Linked DNA regions of Mus musculus: all the other regions are linked to region 1. A link is a contact called in public Hi-C and HiChIP or PLAC-seq data. All regions are on one chromosome and are shown on one strand. Each heading gives the region's core, a stretch centred on a gene start, on an enhancer-like site or on the middle of the called end of the contact. The rest is flanking DNA. Distances are from core to core; before and after follow the strand shown.

Region 1 (4,060 bases), core at 772-3,271:
CGTACTTCAACCTCAAATCTAGACCATAAATATTTAGCTCTTGGTTTTCTTGTCAAACACTCAATCTGTGTCTCCTCATCTCTTTTGCTCTCCTTCCCTCTTGCCCAGTCTAGATACCATTGGCCATTAGTTTGTACTTCATTCTGTTGGCCCAAAACACGATCTCCATGTCCCCAGACTTCACTCCACCAACAGCAGAGCCTCCACCCAACTTGGGGTCACCAAGTACCACTGATCAATGCCTGACCCAAAGCCCCGTGTCACTTTGCCTTCCACTGAGCCAGATGAGGATCTTAAAATGCTCCTACTGTCCTGTGTCCAGCTTGTCCACACCACTCCCACCTTCCTCCTGGCCTTCACATCTCTGAAGACCCTTATTCCTGCTCATGGCAACCACGTTCTGGATCTCCTGCAGGGCTGTCTATTTCCAGCCATCTTTTTGTCTTTCTGTATCTTCACCTTTCCCTCTCTCCTGAGTATGTCTCAAACCTTAGGCAGATCCGAATTTCACCCAATCTTGTAAGAAACCTGCAGACTTGGGTGTAGGTGAGAACGTGATACTATTCAGGATGCCAAGGAAGGAAGGAGAGAGGTCAACCAGATAAAGAGAATGTGCTGCAGGGAGGTCCACTTTCAATTGCCCAAGACCTTGGCAAGAGAAATCCCATGGGAAAGCAATGGAAGGACAAAGGAACAAAGGGACAAAGGGACAGGCAGGATGCCTTTTCCAGTATGGATGTAAATTTCTCTGGTGCTCTTCCTGTGGGCAGGGCCACTTAGCTCCCATACAGTGTAGCTTCAAGCTCCCACCCACATCAGGCTGGTGAGATAGATGGTCAGGGGATGAGATGGAGCTGTGTGTGAAGACTTGGGTCTCCAGGAAGTGTTTATGCCAAGCTAAAGCGGGACAGTCTCCAACCAGTGACTGCAGCAGGCTGGTGGAAAGCAAGGGCTGAGCTGCCAGGCAGGAGATAGCATTTTCACTGAAGAAAGAAAAATTGCCATCAAAGCAGATCTCTTCAGAATGGGGAGGGTCTGTAGAAATAGGTCCCTCTCAAAGACAATTCTACTGGAGGAAGAAAATGATGCTATTAGCAAAACATTTGCATGACAACAAAGAGGGGTGGGGTAAAGCACTCTTCAGTCTGTCAGATAAAAACTGGGCTTGGCCCTTGCAGGAACAATGCAACAAAAAAAGGGTAGCCTTTCCAGCTACTGGAATAGAATAGGCTTCCCACTTGAAAGGGTCACAAAAGTGCGTGGGGCCAGCAATCCTACAGGCCTTCCGTGGACGTTTCTCAGTGAGCAGCCTTCAGCCCCCTGATACCCCCATTTTCTTTTGTTCCATCATCCTACCTCCTCCTGCTCAGTGTTAGGTATGGTAGGAATCACACCTGAAGGGTCATGGAAGGTGCTTGGGAACTGGTGGAGCCTTTGCAGTTACCAGCTGGTGAGGGCAGAGGCTGCAAGAGACTCCAGTGAGCCACTGCCCCGGGGCTCCACGGAGCCAAAGTGGGTCCGTGTATGGAGATGGCAAGAGAATATCAAGGGTAAGAGAGTAACGGGAGGGCCGGATGTCACCAGGGGAAATGAAACTCTGAAGAAAGGAGATGGGGAGGAACAGCTTTATAAAGCACACGAGGGAACTGCCCTTGGCATGAAGACTGACTTTTTTAAGGTCAATGCTGGTCGGGGATTCTGCACCAGGGGCTTTCCTCTCTGTTGCCTGGGTGGGCTGACAGTAAAATTTTATTTAAAGACTATGCAGTCCTTAGCTGCATGTGGTGGTTCATCCTTCTGACCCCAGCACTAGGAAAGTAGAGACAGGAGGATGATAAGTTCAAGACCAAGAGTGACACCCTGCCTCAACAAATAAACAAGAAAACAGGACTGGAGGTGTAGCCTGCGCAAGCCCTTGGCTTCAGTCCCCAGCGCTGACTTTGTAAATGGGAAAGGATGATGAGACATTGGCAGTCATGTGATCCTCTAGAGGAGAGCCTGCTGCACGTGCTGAGGGAGAAGCTGCCTGCACAGGCTCCTGGGTAACTGTGTGGTGCTTGATCCACTGCACAGCCACAGTGAGGCCACAGTAAGATGGCTTTGATCACGATCGGAGAGAACGAAAATAGATCCTATCCCAAGGCAAATCTCAGCAGCCCTTTGGATTCAAGGCAGTGAATGAGGTGGGGGAGGGGTGCACCATGCAAACTTTTTTTTTTGAACCAATGTAGTTTGTGTCTGAAAAGATAAGATCAGAAGGGAAGGCTTATCCAGTGCAGTAGTTCACAGCTGGAAGGCCCTTGGCAAAAGACTGGAGACATTTTTATTTGTCAGAAGACAGAAATACTGCTGGCATGTACAGGGCAGAACCCACAGCTGTCAGCTACACTACAGCATATGGGACAGCGGCCTCCTATGACAAAGGACTGTAAGACTGGGGTTGGAGAGATGGCTTGGCGGTTAAGAGCACTGGCTGCTCTTACAAAGGACCAGATTTTGGTCTCTAGCACCCGTTCACGTGGTGTATAACAACCACACCTACCTCCAGTTTCAGGGGCTCTGATGCCCTCTCCTGGCCTTTGTAGGTTGTCAGATTTCATTTTATCAGTTCCAAGCCTAGAAGTCCTGACATGAACCAAAGCTGGATCCTTGCCATACTTTCTGTAGTATAGATCAATACGCTGGGCCATCATGTGTGGAGTACTTCTGGCTCTGAAGCAGTCAGCAAAATGCTGGTTAGTGGCTCAGGTATTGGTTTAGGGCTGTCAGCAATCTTGACCTGGGGCTGGGATATATCTGTTGTTCACAGAGGTAGCTGGGCTTAGAGGACGTGTTAATAAATCGGCAAAGGAAGTGATACCCTAAAAACCCAACAGAGAAGTAGTTTTCCAAAAGTCAGAATGAAATCTTTATAGAAGAAAAACTGGTAAGACTGAAGGGTGGAGGGCCAAAGGGAACATTTAATCCCAGCCTGTGGGCAAGACTAGACAAGGCTGAAGACTGAGATGGGATCTTTTAGCTTTCCTCAAGCTGAGCAAAACTCTATTAAATAACCCAGTATGGAATTTTACATTATTATTATTTCATTATTATTATAATGAAATCCATAGGAAAGCCATACTGATAGCTTAAAAATAAGACATTCTGAAAAACAGCCACGGGGGACTTGGGTCATTTAACATGGGGAAAAAAAGATGACATAGTGTGCTTAACAGGAGAAGAAAAATGGCCAGATTTCTTTCATCTTCATGGAGGAGCAAATTATAGGAAATGGGCTGAGATTGCCACAGATTTGGAAAAAAAAAAAAAAAACACCAAAAATTGCTCTGGCCACAGACAGGGGAGAGGATATGGTGACTTCTCACCACCAGACCCCTATTTTATAATTGCTCTTGCTGATGCCTTCCCATGGCCTGGCTAATAAGCTGGAAATGGAGGAATCTGTTGCTTTGCAGTGTGGTCTTCATAAGTGAGTTTTCTAACTAACCCATTTGATAGATTTTCATCTCTTCGTTTATTAGATTGTCTGGTGGCTTTGGGGTTGTGTTGACAATGCCTGTAATTTTATAGGATCCGTTTTTCTCCATGGAGCATGGCCATGAACCTATCAATTATATTTTGCCTGTGGGCCACCAAGTAGGCCTTGTATTGACCATTCTGTTTAACAGCTCATTTTATGAGTGAATGGATACCAGCATGCATGCCATGTCATCTTAACCTGTCATTCAGATCAGAGCAATCAAGGAGAGGAAATGGCCTCGGGCTTTGGATATGCATTGGACTGTGTGTGTGTGTGTGTGTGTGTGTGTGTGTGTGTGTGTGTGTGTGTGTGTGTGTGTATGTGTGTGTGTGTTCTCTCAATTTGAAGGCAAACATGTGAGTTTGAACAGGGCATTGGGGTGGGGTGTTGGAAAAGGAAATGAGATCTTAGCCTTGTACAGAAGTCGGTCAGTCCTCTGTCTAAGCTAATTTACTGACTTGTAGATGGAGAAAGACCAAATCTATTGGAAGCCATGTCCTAGGCTGAAGGAGCACCAGGCCCTTGCACTGTTGTGGACTG
Region 2 (4,060 bases), core at 733-3,232, 310 kb before region 1:
GTCCTATGGAGACTTTTTCTCAATTGAGATTTCCTCCTCGCCTTCGACTCTAGCCTGTGTCAAGGTGACATAAAACTACTCGGCAGAATGCTCCGGAAATGGCAACAGCAGAGCCCAGCATAGGAAAGCTGACCAGAGTCCTGGATCCTCAAGTCACGACAACTTTGGACAGCAGAGCAAAACGTCTCTGCCCGTGAGAAAATGTGGCTTCAATAACTAAAGAATAATTTCTTCAGTGGATCAATGACCAGCCTTGAAAGGGGACTGCATCCAAAAGGCCCCATGGCTTTGTGGATGGAGCAAACCCATCAGGTTCATGTGGTGTTTAATAGTGAAAACTGAGAAAGACAGAAGTAACAGTCAGGCCCGGCTGCTGGCTGTGGAGGCTCAGAAGAGGAAAGAGCAGAATTTTCCCCTGTCTAGTTAGTTTCTATTCCAGAGGAAAAGAAACTACTGGATGTAGATGAGGATTTAACAGCAGTGTGCAAATCTGCTCTACCATCCACGGGCAGGAACTTAAGCTCCTTCCACTAGACTGGGGAGCCTGTGAGTCATCCTCATATCGTAACCATATTGTAATCATATGGTAACCTCATATCACCTGGCAAGTAGTGGGCACACGGAAAATGCTTGTTGACTAGCAAACAGACCTTCACTAAAGGGGTAGCTCACCAAGCTGGCTATGGAAATACTTCAGGCGATCATTGAAGTGGTAGGGCTCGAGGCTCCCCTAACTTTCTTCCCACGGACACCACCAGCACCAGACATCCCTACCAAGAGTTCCTATCCCGGTAACAAGAAACCATGGCAGCATAGGGCGATTTTTAACACGAGAAAATGACAACTTCATAATCTAAACTAAAATCCACCTAAATAGGCTTCCGGCGCGCAGTCCTAGCTAGGTCTTCTGGGAAAGTGCCAAGCAATGCACAACTCACTTCCAAACACAGGCGTCCAAGGACCTGAAAATACCCAAGCAGCCTGTGCTCCCCGCTAGATCTGTCTCCGAGATAAATTTTCCGGGTCCCTGTAGAACTCTTCCAACTTCATCTCCCTCATCCAGCACGGCTAGTGTTCAGAGGCTTTTCTCTAGGGTGTCTGGGTGGCCACAGTGAGGAGATTCAGGCCCAGTTCTGAAGACAGGCCACTGCCAAGTCAGTGGGGCCGTGGTGGTACCTTCTGCCACTGCGGCCCAGGTTGTTGGTTTACCTTGCCAGCATCAGCAGAACCTCCTATTCCCTCGCACCCACTGCCCCACAACAACCCTGTTTCGGGATCATCGTGGTTCAGAGGCTATGGTGTAAAAGTCTGTGTAAATACCCTCTTCAAATCAACAGGCCTTTGCAAAAATCCCTCAAAGCTTCCGCAGCAAGAAAGAAAAATCGCGTTTCAAACTAAAGTCAGCTTCTCTTCATCGTTACACTGGGGTTTGAGAGAGAGAGAGAGAGAGAGAGAGAGAGAGAGAGAGAGAGAGAGAGAGAGAGAGAGAGAGAGAGAGAGCCCTGAGAGTATATTGCCATTGCCAGAAGGGACCTTAAGTTAAATCTAACCTAATCTGACTCAGAGTCTGAACTGTTTCTGAAAGAGGTGAACTGGGGCTGGAATTCAAGTCTTTGAACTGCTAAGTGCAGCATTCTTTCCACCACTCAGCGAAGCTTTGACAAAGGAGAGGAGTGTGCCAAAACCCACCGGAAAACCTGCTTTCAAGTCTGGAGATGAAAAGCCACTGGGGGGAGAAGCGGGGGGCAAGTAACATTTTTTTCTCTAACCCTAAAGGCAAGAAATAATTATTTTTATTAATAAAGTAGATGTACTAAAACAGGACAATTTTCTTCACAGGAAAATCAAACTTCAAAGAGCTAAAAATCTAGATGGATCTAAAATCATGGACCTCACAAAAGCTTGCTTCAGGTGTCAGCAGGGGGGAAAAAAAACAATAAACTAACTCGGCCACAGGGTGGCAGTGTAGCCTCGTGTATCACAGGTTCATGTCAGGAGCCATTTCAAGGTTGACTTGAGATTTAAGTAATAATACGGGAGTGGCTTAACGGCTGTGTGAGCCAAATACTTCACCAGAAAGCAAAGCATAAGTCCATACTGTTGCTAGTGTCTTCTTTAACGTTTGTTGAGTCCCAGACTGCCCCTTACGATGCCTCAGAAGATCCAAAGCAAAGGTGTCTCTTGATTGTTAGCGGGAGTACTGCTTAGGCATGTACTGGTGAGTGCTTTAGTGGCTTCTGTCTGAAGAAAAGCCCTTCATCAGTCTTGGTCTTTGGGATTTTAGAGAAAAAAAAAAAAAGATCTGTCCCTCCACACGGTTCCTCCATTGGAGTAGGTAAACCAGAATAAGACAGGCAAGCCAGGAGCCGATTTAGTGACTGGATAGGCATTGCTCTTTAGTTGTGTGGTGGTTCTTGTGACTGTGGCCTCAGAACGCTGCAATCTACACCGGTAATTGTGAGCAAGCTCGGTTTTCTTAGCCTCTGCATCCTCAGCTGAAAGTTTAGTGAAAACGGTGTCCTTGTTAAAGTGTTGGTATGAGGATCAAGTGAGAAGATTCATGAAAGTACTTAGCAGAATACATGGGATGTGGGTGAACTATGGTCCATATGGTGGTGGTGGTAGTGATGGTTGTGAGAAGAAGGGGGAGGAGGAGGAGGAAAGAGGAGAAGTGAGGAGGAGGAGGAGTGAGGAGGAGGAGTGAGGAGGAGGAGGAATGAGGAGGAGGAGGAGGAGTGAGGAGGAGGAGTGAGGAGGAGGAGAAGTGAGGAGGAGGAGGAGTGAGGAGGAGGAGGAATGAGGAGGAGGAGGAGTGAGGAGGAGGAGTGAGGAGGAGGAGAAGTGAGGAGGAGGAGGAGTGAGGAGGAGGAGTGAGGAGGAGGAGGAGTGAGGAGGAGGAGGAGTGAGGAGGAGGAGTGAGGAGGAGGAATGAGGAGGAGGAGGAGTGAGGAGGAGTAGGGGGTAGGAGGAGGAGTGAGGAGGAGGAGGAGTGAGGAGGAGGAGTGAGGAGGAGGAGGAGGAGGAGGATATCACTGCCTGGTAGTAGTAGTACTGATGATCTCTACCTCAAAAGACTATAGTGAGGATTGCTATGCATGCCAAACCCTTCCACAATACTCAGAATGTTGCAGGGTTTGCAGCAATAATGAGGGGCAGCCATAATGCCTGGTTTCTACATTACTAGAAGATTAAGTCAGCCAAGAATGACACCGAGAGTACTGGGTAACTAGTACTATTTCTGTCTCATGCAGTTACAGACTTGAACTCAGGGACTGGAAAAATGGTAAAGTGTCATGCAAGCACAATGACCTGAGCTCACTCCTCAGCACCCATCAAAGAGCCAGGCACGGTGGTATGTGTCTTTAAGTCCTGTACTGGGAGGAGAGAGAAACAGACTGGAGGTTCTGATGATACGGGCAAGGTAAACCAACAACCTTGGCCTCGGTGGCAGAAAGCACCACCAAGGTGACACAGGGCTGACTTGGCAGTGATATGTCTTCACAACTGGACCTGAATCACCCCCACGCCCAGAACCAAATGGTGCAAGTTCTGTGAGAGAGAGAGTTCCTGTCTCAAAAACCAAAATGAAGATCAACTGTGGATGGTACCTGACATCAACTTCTGGCCTATAAACATTCATACATGTGTACACGCCCACAGAGATGCACACACATTCATATATGTATAGACACACACATTCATCTGTGGTAATCACACACACAGACACATTCACACATGTGTATACATACCCGTACTAAATGAATAAAAATATTTTTTTAAAAAACAGGCAAGCTTTATCAAGTCAAAGTTCCCTAGAGCTGGTAGGTAGGCTTCCTGTGTGGTGGGGTCTCCAGGGCTTATGTCCATTAAGTGGAGTTACCCATGTGTAGCCTCAGATAAGCTATGTGAAGATACTGTGTGGAGACTTGGGAATTTCTGGGTGGAAAAAAGTCTTAATTCCCTTGAAGCTTGCCACAGGGAACAAATGAGTAGCGCCTAATAAATGAGTAGATCCTTAGGTGACAGCTGTAGAACCCCTAAATCCTTGCAGGCGGCATTG
Region 3 (4,060 bases), core at 1,080-3,579, 280 kb before region 1:
TGCCTGGCTTCTCCCTTACTTCTAGTGGATGCAATATGAGGCCCCTAAAAGATGTATGAAAAAACAAGTAGAACTGAACATTACATACACTGTATTTTCTTCTATTCGCTCACACACACACACACACACACACACACACACACACACACACACACACACACACATCTATATGCTCTAGTTTGATTTCTGTTGCTATGATAATCACCATAACCACAAGTAATTTGGGCAGGGAAAGGTTTATTGCATCTTGTGGGTTACAGTCCATGACCAAGGGGAAACAAACAGGGCAGGATCTCAAAGTAGGAACCTGGAAGCAGGAACTGAAGCAGAAGCCACGGAGGAACACTGGTTACTGGCTTGTTTACCCTGGCTTGCTTGGCTATTTCCCTTGGGCAACCCAGGGCCACCTGACCAAAAGCAGCACTCACTGCTCAGGATAGACTGCACCCTCTGATATTATCAGCAGTCAATAAAATGCCCTACAGTCATGCCACACGGCCAATCCGATGGAGGCAATTCCTCAAGAAGAGGTCCCTTCTTCCCAGGAGAGTCAAGTTGACAAGCAAGATTAGCCATCACATGACAAAGAATCCCTTATGAATTAGGCACAAGAAGAGATGAGCTATACTAGGGTGGAAAATGTATAACAAACTGTATAAAAGCTACATGAATATGGTGACTCTCAAAACATCTAACTATATGTGGGTCTTGGCCACCCAAATATGTATTTTTCTCCTTCCTTATTGAAACATTTTTCCCATGTATAGAAGGAATTTACACTTTCTCCTTGGTCCATCTGCATCCCTAGCATCATTATTCTTGTGCTTCATAATTATTATTAAGCAAAATACGGGTCATGTTAGCACAAATCCTGAGTTTCTATGACAGTCGATCTGATAATCAAGATGGCTAACTAACAAATGGACCGACGAAGCCTACAGTGTCAGTGTGCTGGACAAAGGGGTGAATTCAAACCCTGGGTGGGTCAGAACAGTGCAGAGCAAGATTTTGTCAGACTGCTCAGAAGGGACTATAAACAACGCCAATTGTTTGTTTCTGGAATTTTCCATTTAAGATTTGCATAGCCTTTGACCACAGGTAAGTGAAACTTGGGGTGGGGGGAGTAGATAAAGGGATGGTGGGAATGCTGTGCCCCATGTTTGTTTAGTACAAGACTATACTCACAGAAATATATGATTTGGGGGAGAGGGGTTTATTGTTAACTTGATGCCTTCCTAGTTTTGAGAAAAGTACCTGTCAAAAATATGTCTACTCAACAAATCATTAAGATGTTTGGTTGAATTATAAATGTAAGTTAAAAATGTGTAATCAGATTAAATGCATGACCAAAACATGTAAGTTTAAAATACTCACCAGAAAAAAAAAAGTTATTTGCCTGTCTGGTATTCTTCGCTGCTTCCCTATGTCTTGAAACTACTCATTTTGGAAAGCATTAGACCAGAAAAAAGATGGCAACATGAACAAAACCAAATCTTAGAAACTGGTAGTTTTCAGTTCACAGAAATAAGTTGGAAAAACAAACAAAAAACCCAATCAGACGCTCACAAAGAGCCACCAAGTCAAGGGGAAAAGAAGTTTCTGTAATCCCAACGGAATATAAAGAGAATAAAATGTACATGTTCACAATATGACAGACTTGGTTGAGACCTAAATTCAAGGACCTGAGCAACTGCCTCAGAGTTGGTCTTAAGTCTACTTTTGTCCTGTTTTGCGACCCATGAGTGAGCCAAGAGAGGCCATGAGAACGCTGAGACCAAACCCAGTGTTAGGAAATACTTCTGTGCAGATTTTTATTTTGACCTGAGAAGGAAGACATGAAACGTGTAGGGGGAGCTAAGGGCTGTAAGAGCTGGGAGTGGCTACAGCTCAGCTTGTCTCCAGGGCCCCACCCCTGTCGTGGTCCTCCAATGGCATCTCCAGGCGCCCTCCCCAGCACCCTGCCTCAGCTTACCACCTCCGATGGAATTCGTACTTCTGTTCCATTGAGGTGGCTAGAGCCTTCTTCTTCTTCATAAAGCCCAACAGCTCCCGGATCTCCTTCTCGCAAGAGGCCAGGAGTGGGTTTTTACTGTCCAGGGGCCCGTAGAAGGCGGCAGAGGGCAGCGAGTCCTCGGAGTGGGTACATTGCGGCGGGTCGGTCGAACTCGACTTGGACTCGCTGGGCGACTTGAGAACCGCGGTAGAGGTCGGCGGCGGCGTTGGGGGCAGATGCACCGGCGACACCGATGTCTCAGAGTCTGGGGACTCCTCAGAAGAACTGGAGGAGCTTCTGGAGGACGCCATGTCTATCAGAGTTCAGCAGGCTAGAGGCTGGTGGACAAGCGGTTGCCAAGCAACGATCTCCCGGCAACCAAGCCACCTGCACGCTCTCCGGAAGCACAGCGGCCCCTAGAGGGTGAGGAAAGTACAAACAGCCTGGAAAGGCAGGATGCTCTGAATGGCTGGCTATGTGTGTAACCCACTCTGGCCTCAAACTCACTATCCTCCAGCCTCAGTGTCTTGAGTGCTGGGATTACGGACATTCACATCCAACGCCGCTTGAGAGAGGGCTTTAAAGCAAAGAACCAATAAAGAAAATTACCATCAAAAATTCATACAATGTTTTCCCTATTTGGACCACCTACTAATATCCATGGTTACAATCATTAAGATGTATTGGGCATTATTCCAAGCATTTTGAGACATTACCTGTCTCATTAATCGTCATGACTTCATACCTCAGCTTCTATCCTATCTCCTCGGTTTCACAGCTTAGGGGAACATAGCTTGACTTTGACCAAACTCAGAGGATAACTGAGAATCAGGGGACAAGTCCTAATTATGTGCTGCAAAGCCAGTGATCATAAGAAATCTGCCGTCCTGGTGATGCCCCCAAGAGAAAGCACTGAAGCTGAATTCCCAAACCGAAATTAGGGAACTCCCTGACAATCTGGTTAAGACAAGCACCTTGTGTGGCTATGTTCTCTTCCCGCTGCAGTTTGAGTTTGTGAGTAATGATCATGAGTTACTGCCACTTCAGCCTTATCCTAAATGTCACGGTGTTCTAAATCAATATGCCTTTTGCTCAACTTTAACTCCTTGACATTAATATATGCTAAATGGTTTGAAGTGTTAACTCTCCAAATACTTTTTGTTTTTAAACGGGGAGATGGGAGATTTTTTTTTTCTCTCTGATGGACAAACTGTAGGTCTCAGAGGAAATGCTTAACACTAAAAAATGTTCTTTTCTTGCATCTCATGGGCCACAATGAGTCAAATTTATTAATTTGGGATTTGAATTTCAGCTAGCGGACATACTTTTCCTTACAAATTATGCAAGCCCAAAGAAATATTGAAGAACCAGAGATAGAGAGGTTGGCTTCAAAAACAAGGTCTTTAAACACTGAAAACGACTACCAATTCTTTCACATGCAAAATATAGACGGTGACCTTGGTATCCACTGAATAGTAAAGAAGCTCACTGGGCCACAGCCTTATCTCTTCCAGCTCCAAGCCCATTTCTTTCAAGCATCTGTACTAATTTGTAAGGTTGGTCTTCTCTGTCCTATGCACTGTACCTTAATATTCTTGGAAGGAAGATCACAGGGGAAATCACTTATTGGAGCAGGTAATTATGGCTAAAGAATCTTCCAGTGACACACAAGAGCAGGGACCTCTCTGTCAGGGCCCAGTTCTCCATCCAAGAGGCAGCACCTATTCTTGATGCACAATATTTTGTATTGGAGATGAGCAACAAACTTTAACATATTTAAAGAATGCAGGTTGGGAGGGGGAGGCGTCCATTGAGCTTTTGCCAAAAAAAAAAGAAAAAAAAATAATAGACACCTTTTAGTAATAGGCTTGGTAAATTCTCCCAGATCCCATTTTCCCTTGTTTGCAGATAGCAGCTCTGTCCACTTCAGATCAAAAGCCAGTGCAAATTGCCACTGAGAATGATCTGTTGTAGCAACGAATAGAATCGGCAGGAGGCAGGATCCAATTAAATTAAAGTGGTCAGAGGAGAGGAGAGAGCAGAGAACAAAGTGGGCTCGCTCCTTCC

Evidence for each region. Hi-C and Micro-C count contacts between places; a contact is called where the count stands out from the background. HiChIP or PLAC-seq counts read pairs in DNA pulled down with a chosen protein or histone mark.
Region 2: a contact with region 1 is called in an H3K4me3 HiChIP or PLAC-seq map of bone marrow-derived macrophages, with 5 times the contacts expected there. The contact joins two enhancer-like sites. A contact is called at or near these places in 2 of 39 promoter capture datasets (the C10 cell line and embryonic stem cells), 2 of 15 datasets of contacts at CTCF or cohesin (CD8 T cells and pro-B cells), 52 of 484 Hi-C or Micro-C datasets (the AML12 cell line, B cells, the Ba/F3 cell line and 22 more), 16 of 115 datasets of contacts at active chromatin or transcription factors (the 230-238 cell line, CD8 T cells, DN3 thymocytes and 6 more) and 3 of 9 other capture datasets (adipose tissue, embryonic stem cells and liver).
Region 3: a contact with region 1 is called in a Hi-C map of bone marrow-derived macrophages, with 30 read pairs. The contact joins the promoter of Cfap54 here to the enhancer-like site in region 1. A contact is called at or near these places in 9 of 39 promoter capture datasets (the 3T3-L1 cell line, the C10 cell line, cranial neural crest and 3 more), 3 of 15 datasets of contacts at CTCF or cohesin (the NIH/3T3 cell line, large pre-B cells and pro-B cells), 46 of 484 Hi-C or Micro-C datasets (the AML12 cell line, B cells, the C2C12 cell line and 17 more), 21 of 115 datasets of contacts at active chromatin or transcription factors (the 230-238 cell line, CD8 T cells, DN3 thymocytes and 9 more) and 3 of 9 other capture datasets (adipose tissue, embryonic stem cells and liver).

What each region holds. Positions count from the first base shown.
Region 1 is chr10:93,363,505-93,367,564 of GRCm38.p6, forward strand. No RefSeq gene overlaps it. Among named protein-coding and RNA genes, the nearest start is that of Gm17745, 29 kb to the left of the region's middle. Within about 2 kb of position 2,022, at least 57 of the 459 cell types and tissues checked have an H3K27ac peak or open chromatin away from gene starts, as enhancers often do. A contact at or near this core is called in the 230-238 cell line, B cells, adipose tissue and 6 more, where this site is marked.
Region 2 is chr10:93,049,134-93,053,193 of GRCm38.p6, forward strand. The region is part of intron 5 of Cfap54 (cilia and flagella associated protein 54); the gene reads right to left. Among named protein-coding and RNA genes, the nearest start is that of Gm40739, 24 kb to the right of the region's middle. Within about 2 kb of position 1,983, at least 80 of the 459 cell types and tissues checked have an H3K27ac peak or open chromatin away from gene starts, as enhancers often do. A contact at or near this core is called in adipose tissue and bone marrow-derived macrophages, where this site is marked.
Region 3 is chr10:93,079,293-93,083,352 of GRCm38.p6, forward strand. It overlaps Cfap54 (cilia and flagella associated protein 54), which reads right to left and starts at 2,330. Exons shown (of 68, transcript NM_001347060.2): 1 at 1,973-2,330. The coding sequence starts at 2,304.